3 separate regions of the Mus musculus genome follow, and regions 1 and 2 are each linked to region 3. Evidence: chromatin contacts called from public Hi-C and promoter capture Hi-C data. All regions are on one chromosome and are shown on one strand. The core of a region is the stretch at or near the end of the contact, and the rest is flanking DNA. Distances in the headings are between cores, read along the strand shown. Region 1 holds the start of Traf3 (TNF receptor-associated factor 3). Region 2 holds the start of Ckb (creatine kinase, brain). Region 3 holds the start of Exoc3l4 (exocyst complex component 3-like 4).

Region 1 (3,975 bases), core at 862-3,361, 250 kb before region 3:
CTCTCCTTTGCTAGTATTTAATGTTTTAGTGAGCGAAATGTCAGCTCACTTCAGCACACATCTGCCCTGCAGGGGCAGGTGGCTTCTGCTCCTGGAGCTGTCATTTGAGGCACTGGGAGGGGCCTGATGACACCTGTTCACAGGCCTGAAGCCCCCGACACCATGCGACGAATACTTTTCCTCTTAGCACAACAGATGGGAGCGGCTTTCTGGACAGTTGCATTTCGGTGAGTCATCACGAGACCTGCATGCATCCTAAAATGCAGCAAACTGAGCATGAGAGGCCACATAAATTCCTGAGAGAAATTTCTTTGTCCAGAAACAGTGTCGGCGTGTTGTTCAGCGTTGCCATAGGGAACAGCCAGCTTTGCTTTTGAAATGCCCAGAGCAGAGCCCTCTGATTGGTTCTCCGTACTGCTCATCACTTCTGCCCAGCAACTGGCGCTGCGGTGGCCAGAAACCCGCCCCCAAAGCCCTGGCTCTGATGGGGCAAACTTCTTTATGCTGCCCTCTGTGTTTCCCCAAAACAGGGGGTCTGGAGCTGCTAAATGGGAGAAGAAGGGCTCGGGGTGGGGGAGCAGCAGCTGGTCTCACCCGTAGAGAGCTCCACGCGGCTGGACTCTACCCACTCATTCTGAAGAAGGCTTACTAGTGCTTTGGCAGAGAATAAAAGGAGCCACGCAGCCATAGGAAGCCCCACGCACAGGTCTTTGTACCTTCTGCCTGGTGGCTTATTTGAAAAGAGTCCAAATAGTGCAGCCTAGAGAAGGAAGCCTTTCTGGATTTGGGCAGTTTTCCTTGTGCCGTGAAAGGCGTGTGAGAAAGGTGCCCTGGACAGGGCTGGGGTCGAACAGTAGAGGTCTGAGAACACGGTTAAAGAAGGCAGGGGCACTCTGAGCATTCCGGGCCATTAAAGACACCCACGAGGGGAAAGGGGCTAATAGTGAGCTCCAGGGTCCTCATAGATGGGACTGTCGTTCTAGCACTGTTGCCTTGGGGAACCCTGGATCTGACCTGACTCTGAACTCAGAACTGTGGCCTGTGGCCCAGATGAGGGCGCCACTGGCCTAGCTGAGCCTGGCTAGCAAGGCCTATGTGGGCTCTCGAACAGGCACCTGTTGGGCTACTGCATTCAGAGATGTCCTGTCAGACTATCCAGGCTTCTAGAACATTCCATGAGGTAAGCTGGACAGAAGATGCTGGACTTCCTGCGCAGCCTGGTCACACTGGTCTCCGTTCCAGCCTAGGATCCGACAAACTTTATTGAGAAGGGATGTGTGAGCTTCCAGATGACTTGGAAACAATCATGGCCTCTTTGCTCAAGTGTCTGAACTTTGTAAGGATAGACCCCCATTTGCTCCCATCTTGCCATGGCAGTAGGGACATCTGGTGGGGCCCTGTGACCATGAGACAGCAAGATGAAGCTGCTGGAGAAATGGGTGTCCCTGGCTTAGAGAAGTACCCAGGACAAATTGGCCACCCTGTCCACACAGGGCAGATCCACTTCGGGTGGGTATGTAGGGAGCCGAGGAGGACTCTGCTAAACCCCTAGAGCTGGGTCAGATGGTACCAGACCCGCCTGTGAGCATACGAGGGGCATGTGTGAGGGTGGCATGGCTGTGTGCTAATGTGGACTGTGAGACCTGCCCGCCTGCCTGTGAACTCTGTCGGTGAAGATGTGTGTTCTTGGACAGGAGACACTAGGAACGAACTCTGCACGCGTGTCAATGGGCGCCCGCGAGTGAGTGTCTTCTACAGGTGCAAGGACCTGAGTGCCCGAGTAGGCGAGACTGTTGGGCCGCCCGTCGAGGTGGCAAGGCGAGGAACCTTCCTTGCTTCCCCTCCGCTCGACTGGCTTTTTGACCCGGAAAGACCGGGACGCGGGCGGGGCGCGAGGGCGCGCGCGCGCGCGCGGAGGGGCCAGGGCCCTGAGGGCCTGGGGCGCGCGCCGCCGTTGCTAAGGCCGGCGGCGAGCGCGGGGCCGAGGGTCCCTAGCAACGGGCGCGGGCGCGCGCCAGCCGAAGGGGATGAGGGGGGGGGCGGGGAGGCGCGCGCGGGCGGCGGGGGCGGGCGCGCTGGGGCGCGCGCCCAGGCGGCCCGCGGGGATTTCCAGCGCGCGAGAGGAAGTGCCAGCGCGAGGGTGCGTGAGGCGGCGCGGCCGGCGGCCGCCGCGTGCGCGAGCCGGGTTGCAGCCCAGCAGGGACTTTCCAGCCGGCGGCGGCGGCGGCGGCCGCCGGCCCTTCCCCGCCCCCCGACATGGGGCTGCCCGGGGAGCTGGACGCTGCAGAAGGCGGCGGAGGATGCGCGCGGCGCCCCTGAGCCGGCCGAACGGGCGGGCCTCGGGGTAAGGTCGCGGGCCGGGGGCGGCGGGCGGCGGGGCGGCGGGCGGCTCCATCCCGGCGGCGGCCCCGGGCCCGGCGGGTCCTTCGCTGCCAGGCCCGGCCGCCTCACCGTCTGCGGTGCGGCCCGCCCGCCGCCCCAACTTTGGAAACTTTGTGTGTGCGGCCAGCTCCGGGCCCGAGGCGCCGGCGCTCCGGGCAGACGGGGCAGGCAGGCCTCGAGCCCTGGGTGCCCGCCCCGAGGGGTGCCGAGCCGTCAGCATCTCCGAGGCCCGGGGCTTTGGCGCGGTGCGGAGCGGCGGAGACAGGGTGCCCGCATAGATGAGCGTGCTCGCCCTGGCTGGTGGAGGTGGGTTTTTGAGCCATTATTTAAAAGTTTATACTGAGTCATTGCTCTGCAGATGAATGACTGATTCATAGTCGGAGAGCTGCAGAGAGGCTGGAAGGCAGGCGGTTCTGGGATCCAGCTGGGGCCGAATGCACACCTTCCACCTTCGATTAACACCAAAGGTCAGAGTGGGCTCCCCACGGGCGAGCCATTAAAACGATCCTTGCCGCGGGGCTTGCAGGTTTTGGAGGCGCCAGGCTATGGCTCATGTACGTTTCGCCACGTTTCTACACTGTCATCACCACCGGTTGGGGACCCGGGTATCAGGATTAGACCTTTAGAGAGAATTCTGCGTGGACAATTCTTTACCTTTAATTTAAAACGGCAACAACATGCAAATGGGTGAAGTGTTGTGGACGTGCTCTGAAATCGAAGAAGCATTCAGATTAATGATCGGTTGAAGGAACTGATTTTATTTTCACGGCTTTTGTACTGAGCTTTGACTCAGTTTTGAGAATGAAATAGAAGGGTGTGTGTGTGTGTTACGTACACACATTTGTAAGTATGCTCTTTTTTTGTGGAGTCTTAAAGGGTTTATCGAGTGTTGTATTGTCATCTTAATTTACATTCACAGCATACAACTGAAGAGGAGCCATAATTTTTTTTTTTTTGGTAGCATTTCTGTGACTAGATACACAAGTGAAATCTTTAGAAATGCTGTTTTGTATTGTGTGTAAAATGCTTATATGTAGAAATTGTTCAGGGGAACCCTCAGTCAGCTCTTAAAACCTTCTGGTGTTTTTCAGATCTTGGAAAATGGCCTGTTGAAAATACTGCATCATTGTAGGGTGTTTAGCAAAATAGTGTACAGCCATCCTTTACTTAAAGGAGAGGAAATGTTTCCCTTTTCGCCATATTGTGACATCTTATATATTAAGAACTAGTCTGAAGGTGAAAATTCTTTGGCCAGAGCAAATTGAAAACTGGGAAATTTATCACAGGAGTCAGAAAACCCTGTGTGTAGGGTCTGGTGATACATCCTGGCAGACCTTGGGGTCCAGCCTCACTGTTTGAAATCAGACCTTATCAGGGACAAGGTTTAAGATGTAAGGTGTCTCACCCAGACACCATCTGTTCCAGCTGTCACAATGCAGAAGTCGGGGAATCAAAAATCTGGCCAGGGAGAATTCCAGCATTTTTTAAACAAGACATTCATGTGAATTTTTCTGTGAGGGAAAAGAAAACCAATTTTTTTTTTTTTGGATGCTATCCATTCTTTTTGGAATTAATAAGATGGCCTCAGTGAGG
Region 2 (3,916 bases), core at 495-2,994, 250 kb after region 3:
CTTTTGCGTCATTGGCACCTGGCACGATCCCGGCGGAATAAGGGGGTGAGAAGGTGGAGAGAAAACAAGAAGCGCCGGCTCCCAGGAGGAGGGCGGAGAACAGACGCCAAAGAGACTGGTCACCACCCTTGAGTCCCTGGAGACTGCGGCCTCCCGCAGCGCAAGGACCACAGTCATCCGCAGAACCAAGGTCACCTGGGCGGAGGGAGGCACTGCACAAACTAGGAATTCAGGGCAGGCCCCACCTTCTAGGGACTGGGGGGGGGGGGGGGCTCGTACCATATGCCACGAGCATCCGGCCAGTCCCGGGCCATGCCGGAGGCCAGCAGCAGAGGCGACACAGGCTTATCGAAGAGGAAGTGGTCGTCAATGAGCTGCTGCTGCTCCGCCTCAGTCATGCTCTTGAGCGCGTAGTACCTGCCAGACAGGTCGCCATCTAGGCTGGACAGAGCTGCGGAGTGCAGAGTTCAAGGACAGGGTGGGCGGGCGAGCAAGCCCGCCGCCCCGCCTGCAGCAGTGTGTCCCCGCGGGCGAAGGTGGGTCTTCGACCCTCAGTCCCCAGTGGGAACGCGCGCGCAGAGAAGAGCGCAGCAGCTCTGGAGGCTGTTACCCGACCCCTACCTTCTACTGCCAGCTTCTCGATGGCGCGGCGCTCCCCGCGGCTGCAGTGCGGGGGGAGACAGAAGCCGCGGATGCTGCGGCCTGTGCGCACTCGCGAGCTCAGCACGTAGTTGGGGTCCAGGTCATCGCCACCCTGGGAATACAAGGTGGTGGCTAGAGTGAGCGCCGAGACCCCTCTCCCCAGCACGCCCGGACCCTGATTCCCCGCACCTGCAGGTTGTCTGGGTTGAGGTCGGTCTTGTGCTCATCACTGGGCTGGTAGCCGCCGTGCCGCTCCTCAATAATGGGGTCGAAGAGGTCCTTGAATACGTCGTAACTCTCCTCGTCGCCCGCCACTGCACCCACAGTCATGATGTACGGGTGGCCTGGAGGAGGGGCGCGGCGACAGTGACGTCACCGTCAGGCAGGAGCAAGCCGAGGCTCTTAAGGCTAAGCGCGGAGAGGGGAACAGGGGACCCCAGCCCACCGAAGGTTCAGGGAAGAGCAGTGGGATCCTTGCCCGGGGGGCTTCTTGGGGAGGCGGAAGCCTGACGCTACAGGGGTGTGCATACCCGGATTGTCTACGCCAGTCTGAATGGCGTCGTCCAAAGTAAAGCCGCTCGGCGTGCACTTGGCACGGAGCTCGGCGTACAGCTCCGGGGTCAGCACCTTGGCCATATGGTTGTTGTGGCTGCTCAGATCAGGGAACTCATCCTCGGCCGGGAAGCGCAGCTTCTGCGTATTATGGCTGTTGGAGAAGGGCATGGCGGCGGCAGCGGGCTGCAGGGAAGAGCGGGGTCAGAGGAGATTTAAACACCGGCCGCCAGGGACCTGCAAACCACTTGGGACCCCCGAGACTTTCCCTGGACGCCACCAAGGTCAGCGAGGTCTGCATCGTCAGAGTCCAGCGCATCCCAAGTTCCCGGGCGGGTCCGATGAGCGCTCCCGGCAGCGAGGCTGCGCGTGATGCCCCGGTCCCGCACCCCACAGCGTAGAGCCCCGCAGGACTATACCCCTGGCCCTTGGACCCGCTCACCGGGATGCCGGACGAAGCAGGGGCGATGGATGCCTGTGCTTGCAGCTCCTGGCGCAGCGCAGAAGAACGACGGCTGCTCGCTGCTCCCTGAGCTCTTAAGGGGCGCGTCGCCGGCCTCCCATTGGCGGCTATTTATAGCCCATTCATTCCATTGGTCCGCGCTTTGGGGTGGTGCCGCCGCTTTGTCCGAGGCAGCAGCCCTTGACACCCCCAGCGGCCCACCCTAGCGGTCCCCAAGTCTCGACCCCGCTGCGCAGTTTGGCCACCCCGGTGGTGCTCGCACAGGATCCCTAAGACGAAACCCCAGAGCCATAGATATCCTAGACCTGCTTCACACACACTGCCGGGGGCAGGAAACTGAGTCTGGGAAGCCAGATGGCACTTGAGGCTCCTGCCTTCCCTGTCTCCTCAGGCCGACTGCGTTGTAGAGAGGGTCATGGTGAGAGTCCAGGTTTTTAACATTGGGTACAGCATCCAAACACCGCATCCAGGCCATATCCTCAAGAGCCACAGAGCCGCCGACCTTCCTCAAGGTGCCTGCGGGCATCTCCTGGGTGTTCTTGGTGCAACACCAGAGGCGCAGTCTGGCTGAGGTCCCGCCCGGAAGCACCCAGGGTGTTCTGACCTTGGGCGGGCTCTAAGGAACACCGCCAAGACCCTTGGACCCAGACCCTGAAAGATTCAAGACATTTAGTTCCTAGAGACTGTTTTTGAATCTCCAAATTCTCATCTCCTGTCCCTTTTCTCGGGGGACCGGTTTCTACCACCGCACCCACAAAGAACTCCCCAACACCGGCAGGCAAACTGGGGGTGGAGGAAGCACCAGTCAAAATTAAGCTCATTAATCAGATCCAACACATTGAAACAGTCTCTCTCCCCGTGCCACCCCCCCCCACACACACACACAGGGGAAACCTGGAATTTGACCACAGCCAGTGCCAGGTGTGAATTGGAATGTGTGAAGATAGGCGTTCGCACCTTGCCTGCTGCAGCTGCCAGCAGCTTCATCTTTTTCTGGAAAGTAATTTGGCAGTATTTGTTAAAAAATTTTTAAATTGCTCTATGACCTAGCATTCCCACTTCTAGGAATGCAGCCTACAGAAAGACGGTGTCCCTTCTCTACAAACAGATCAGGAAACGTGTAGAGGGAGAAAGTTTGGATTCGATCTGATGCTCATTAGGGAATGGTCGTGGGTAGAAAAGTGTGGTAGATGGTGCAGTTGATACAAATAGAGAGGTGAGGTCCTGCGTGGCGGCACACCCTTTCTTTTTTTCTTTTTCTTTTTTGGTTTGTTTGTTTGTTTAAGACAGGGTTTCTCTGTGTAGCCCTGGCTGTCCTGGAACTCACTCTGTAGACCAGGCTGGCCTCGAACTCAGAAATTCGCCTGCCTCTGCCTCACAAGTGCTGGGATTAAAGGCATGGGCCACCACGTCCAGCTGCAGCACACCCTTTCAATCCAAGCACGAGGAAGGCAGAGACAAGCAGATCTCTGTGAGATCCCTCAGGCAGATCCTTCCTCTAAAAAGAGAGTCCAGAACAGCCCTGTCTCAAAAAAAAATCAGTATCTGTGCTTTCATATTTAATGTTCACTCACAGCCACTCACTCACTCCTGGGCTAATAAAGCAAGAACAAGAGAAGCCTTCATCCTTGCATGTTTGACAGAATATCTTCAGTCATTTGTCTTTGACAGTTTCTCTCTCTAGCCTTGGAACTCACTTTGTAGACCAAGCAGGTCTCAGAGCTCTGCCTGCCTCTGTTTATCCACTTGTGGACTTAAAGGCATGCTCCATCCTGCTCTGAGGGATTGCAGTCCAAAGCCTAGCTTCAGAGAACTAATGGCACACTTACGCCCCAGAGGAAAAGAAGCTGAAGATGGCTTTGAGGGAGACTGCTCCCCCTGAGCCTCCAGCCACACATGAGGTGCTAGATGCAAGGAACGTGCAACAAAAAGTGCACAGGAGGCACAGGGACCCTGCCTTTCTGTGGAGGCAGGCTGCCTGGAGGAGCGAACTGTGTGAGGTATGACAGGAATTCCAGGCTGAGATAGAATGTGCAGGTGCCTGGGGAGAAGACTGGAGTGAAGAACTCGGGGCAGAAAGACTGCCTGCCTGCCTCTGCCTGGGTAGAGTTGAAAAGTCACCTCTGTTCTGTCCCCAGGGCTACTACAGAGACTCCTCCTGTTTTTCACTCACCTTGGCCAGCTTTAACCTATTGTGTTTTGAGACAAGATCCCATAAACCAGGCTCTTTCTGTCTCAGCATCCCAAGTTCTAATATGG
Region 3 (4,037 bases), core at 166-2,665:
CTCCTTTTATTCTCATGTTCCCACGCTTTGCCCACCCTTCTATCTATCTTGCCTCAGAGAGCTTACCTAGTGTGCTATCTTAGTTAGGGTTCTATCGCTGTGAGCAGATACCATGACCAAGGCAACTCTTATAAGGACAACATTTCATTGGGGCTGGCTTACAGGTTCAGAGATTCAGTCCATTATCATCAAGATAGGAACATGGCAGCATCCAGGCAGGCATGGTGCAGGAGGAGCTGAGAGTTCTACATCTTCATCTGAAGGCTGCTAGCAGAACACTGACTTCCAGGCAGCTAGGATGATGGTCTTAAAGTCCACACCCACAGTGACACACCTACTCCAACAGGGCCACACTTCCAAATAGTCCCACTCCCTGGATGGAGCACATACAAACCACCACACTCCACATGCTATAAAGAAGAGAAAACTGGACAGACACATACAGAGGAAAGAACACATAAAGAGAGAGAGCACCAGGCACGATGGCACATGCCTTTAATCCAATTTCTGTGCTTACAGAGCCAGCCTGGTCTACATAGTGAGCCACAGGACATAGAAGAATACATAGTGGGACCCTGTCTCCAGAAGAAGTAGAAGAGGGGGAGGAGGAGGAAGACGAAGGAAAGGAGGAGGAAGAGGAAAAAAGAGGTAGCCTCAGAAGAGTCAAGACCTTAGCCCTCAGGTCCCCCAAACCGGGAGAGTATAGCCTGTGTGGCGCTGTGTTCTCACAGCCCAGTACTGAGTACTCAGTACTGAGTACTGTAACCAGAGCATCCATACTGTACCCAGGTACAGAGCAGGTCAGTCATGAATGTGTCCTTGGATTTCCTCCAAGTTTTTTTTCTTAAGACGCTGACTGTGGAATCCCCCTGAAATCAGGGGACGTGCCTCTTCTGAAATCTCCATGGCCCTCTCCGAGAAAAGCTTCCTGTCTGAGTCTTTGTGAAAGCAGAAGGCCTGAGTTCCGAAGCCATTCACAACAGCCCCTCCTCCACGCTGTTCATGCTGCGCTGCTTCTGCCTAGAAGGCTGCCTGTCATTCCTGAGTGTGAGCCCCTGCGGTCCCTCGGTCCTCTCCCACCAGCACTCCGGAGCAGTGTATGGCTCACACCTGGTGCCCCAGGCATTACAGAAAACTTCCCTAACAGGTCTCTGCTCTCTGCTTCTCAGCTCGGGCAAGCATAGGGGGCACTGGAGTGAACGTCCTAGACTGGCCTGGAGCTGCAGCCCTTGGCTGGAGAGAGGAGACTTTCTGGGCTTGAGCACTAGGGGGTAAAAACCTCCCATTTATCTTACCTCTGGCAGTGGTCAGGATCTGACAATCCTCGGTGGTCCCCAGCCCCCGCTGCTGCATCCTCCTCCCCTAGCCCCACCTCCCTAACCTCTCCTCCACTAATCTCCACCTCCCCAGCTTCCCTTAGGGCCCTCCCTAGCCTCCCCTCCCCAGTCTCTCCCTGTCAAGCTCCGATCAGGCTCAGGCAAGCTCCGGGACTGTGGCTGATCAAAGGTTAGAGTGGTTGTCTCTGGAATGAAAGGGGTGGAACTTTTCTGAAAGCGAAAGTATGGGGTCCGAGTAGAGAGTGGGTCAGGGCGGTCCTGTGGCTGGGAAGTCCCAGCTGTTGGTCCACCAGTTGGGCTGTGCTGGCAGCCATCTCTCTCCTGGACCTGGTCTCAGGATCCTGCTTGGCTGGCTTGCTTAGGACCTCTGCTGCCTGGGTGCAGTTGTCTGCGTGCCTATCAGGTAAGACCCAGCCAGGTGGGGCAGGAGGATGTGAGGGTGTTTGGGGCCGTGGGTGGGGACCCAAGAGGCTGAGACTACTCTGGCTGTGTTAGTTGGCTTTGTTGTCAAGGGTCTGGGCTCCAAGCCCAGGACGGCTGAACTAGAATACCAACTCAGCCACAGGAGATATACGCACATCCGAACACATAAACAGCCACACACACTTGCAGAGAGCAGAGACATCCATGAGGCCTACAGACACAGACACGGAAGACGCACACACATATTACAAGACAATCACACACACGGCGAGGCACTGGAGCTAGCTAGCACGAAGATCTGAAAGAGGTACCACAGGTTCACAATCATGGCAGGGCCACACCATTCCTTGGGTACCTGACATTTATTTATTGGCCCCATCATGGGTCTGAGCCAGGCTCATTCCTTGCTCCCTGGAGGCTCCTGGCCAAGTGGCAGAAAGATCTCAGATCATATAACTACTATCTAGGGCTGGAGCTAGACCCAGAAAAGGGTGAGCTTCTCAGAGGAAGAGCCCCAAGGAAGCTCTCAGCAGCTGGAAGATGAGGGGCAACTCCCAGAAAGGCTTGGACAGGGAATGAGTCCTGGGACGCAGAGGGGCAACAGAGAAAAGCAAGACAAACCCGAGGAAAAGCCTTGTGTGCCTACTTAAGAAGTCTGTCCTTCAGTGAAAGTCTGTCCTTCAGTGGGGGGTGGCTACCAGGGATGTTTTTATTTTGGCAACTGTGAAGGGAGCCTGTGTCTTTTTTAAAATAGGCCTGGCTGGCACATAGAACAGCTACTGATCGTGTTTGCAAAATCAACACATGGAATTTACTAAACTCTTGTTATTCCCATAATAACCGCGCTTAGGATTTTTCGGAACTGCTTGCTTCTGACATTTGCAGCTCTTACTGATTTTCCTAGCTTGTTGATTTCACTAGATCTCGAAGGCGAGCACTGAGGCGGATTGAAACCATATTTTCTTGCCCTGTTCCATATTTTCAGGAAAGGACTCAGCTTGCAGGGAAGGTTTCAAGGCACGGACGCCACAACCTGCTGGCAGTGGTTGCCCCTGGGGCTTTGAAGGACAGGGGATAGCCTGGTCCTACGGTAGGTGGGGAGGAAGGATGTCGTTCGTCCCAGAGAGAAACAGAGAGTGGGAGTTGGTGCAAGAGGGAAGGTCTAGAAAAAAGTAGAAACAAGGCCAGATGTGGGGGAGATCTAGACCTAACCTCATGGCCACAGCTGGAGGGGCCATGCTGACTTCCCTGTACCTAGCCTTGCAGTTGGTACTGACCGGGAAAGAGGTGAGCTCAGGGCCCAGACTGTCATGGATCTGCAGGATCTCCAGCCTTAACGCCAAGTCAGTCAGGGAGTGACAGCAGTGGAAATGGGCGCTGGAGGATCAGGACGGGCCTTGTGGCCACAGAGGGAAGGCATGGGGATAGGGTCCATGATCATCCCGGTGGGCACCAGATCATCCCAGTGGGCACCAGAATGACACCTGACCAGGCCATCCTTGAGTGGGGCACCCACCCACCCTAGAAAGTCCATACTTCTGAACTGCACTCTCGGGTGAAAGAGAGAGGAGGCAGACAGACTCTCAAGCCTGGAGGAGACTCTGACACAGTAGAGTCAGCCCTGAGGAGCCACGGAGCAGATGACACAGAGCTGAGGGTTCCTTGGATGACAGGAAGTCACTGTGTCCTAAAAAACAGGTCCAATGTGGAGACCAAAGAGAGAGGGGATCAGGAGGGGACACAGCTCGAGGGGGGACCAAAACTGGCACACTCAGCAGGATGGAGGAGGTCCCATGCGCTAACATGCATGCCCAGGAGTGAAGCAAAGAATTGTTGATCTAGAAAGAGAAGAATTTGAATGCCAAGCTATAGGGCTTGGGGTGGCTTGAGGGTACTGGGGGAGTCACATAAGGGGGGGTCAAGAATGGTTTGGGTAGCTGCTGAGAGCTGCAGAGCCAAAAGAGATGTGGCTGCAGCCAGAGGGGCTGTTTGGTGGCCGCGATGGCTCTTTAGGACAGGCCTGGCTTGATATGAAGGTGGGTGAGTACCATGAGCCCAGAGACTCCTGTGTAGCCTTGAGATTTCACGTGTCCAGGTGTCCCTCCCTATCCAGAATCTGCCCCCAGGCTCCCCTGCAAGGACTGCCAAGTCTGACTCTCTTGTGGTCCTCACAGAGAAAGAACTTTTTTGGGGGTGACATCTGATCCTCTAGTCAGGAGCACACACCGGCCACCCGTTGTTCATAGCTTCTGAAGAGACATGGTGGGCCAGGCTGAG

Evidence for each region. Promoter capture Hi-C pulls out the DNA fragments that hold promoters and counts their contacts. Hi-C and Micro-C count contacts between places; a contact is called where the count stands out from the background.
Region 1: a Hi-C map of the N1E-115 cell line shows a contact between it and region 3, with 6 times the contacts expected there. The contact joins the promoter of Traf3 here to the promoter of Exoc3l4 in region 3. A contact is called at or near these places in 2 of 39 promoter capture datasets (the SN4741 cell line and liver), 1 of 484 Hi-C or Micro-C datasets (the N1E-115 cell line), 1 of 115 datasets of contacts at active chromatin or transcription factors (bone marrow-derived macrophages) and 2 of 9 other capture datasets (adipose tissue and pancreatic islet).
Region 2: a promoter capture Hi-C map of erythroid cells shows a contact between it and region 3, with 2.3 times the contacts expected there. The contact joins the promoter of Ckb here to the promoter of Exoc3l4 in region 3. A contact is called at or near these places in 6 of 39 promoter capture datasets (the SN4741 cell line, erythroid cells, hippocampal neurons and 3 more), 1 of 15 datasets of contacts at CTCF or cohesin (the NIH/3T3 cell line), 12 of 484 Hi-C or Micro-C datasets (B cells, the G1E-ER4 cell line, the HL-1 cell line and 8 more) and 6 of 115 datasets of contacts at active chromatin or transcription factors (the SCID.adh cell line, T-cell acute lymphoblastic leukemia, forebrain and 3 more).

Annotation. Positions count from the first base shown.
Region 1 is chr12:111,164,259-111,168,233 of GRCm38.p6, forward strand. Traf3 (TNF receptor-associated factor 3) reads left to right here and starts at 2,112. Exons shown (of 12, transcript NM_011632.3): 1 at 2,112-2,344. All of the region lies in intron 2 of 4930595D18Rik (RIKEN cDNA 4930595D18 gene), which reads right to left.
Region 2 is chr12:111,670,594-111,674,509 of GRCm38.p6, forward strand. Ckb (creatine kinase, brain) reads right to left here and starts at 1,745. Exons shown (of 8, transcript NM_021273.4): 1 at 1,637-1,745; 2 at 1,173-1,380; 3 at 832-986; 4 at 622-754; 5 at 280-451. The coding sequence starts at 1,365.
Region 3 is chr12:111,416,015-111,420,051 of GRCm38.p6, forward strand. It overlaps Exoc3l4 (exocyst complex component 3-like 4), which reads left to right and starts at 1,416. Exons shown (of 14, transcript NM_001289487.1): 1 at 1,416-1,740; 2 at 2,746-2,850.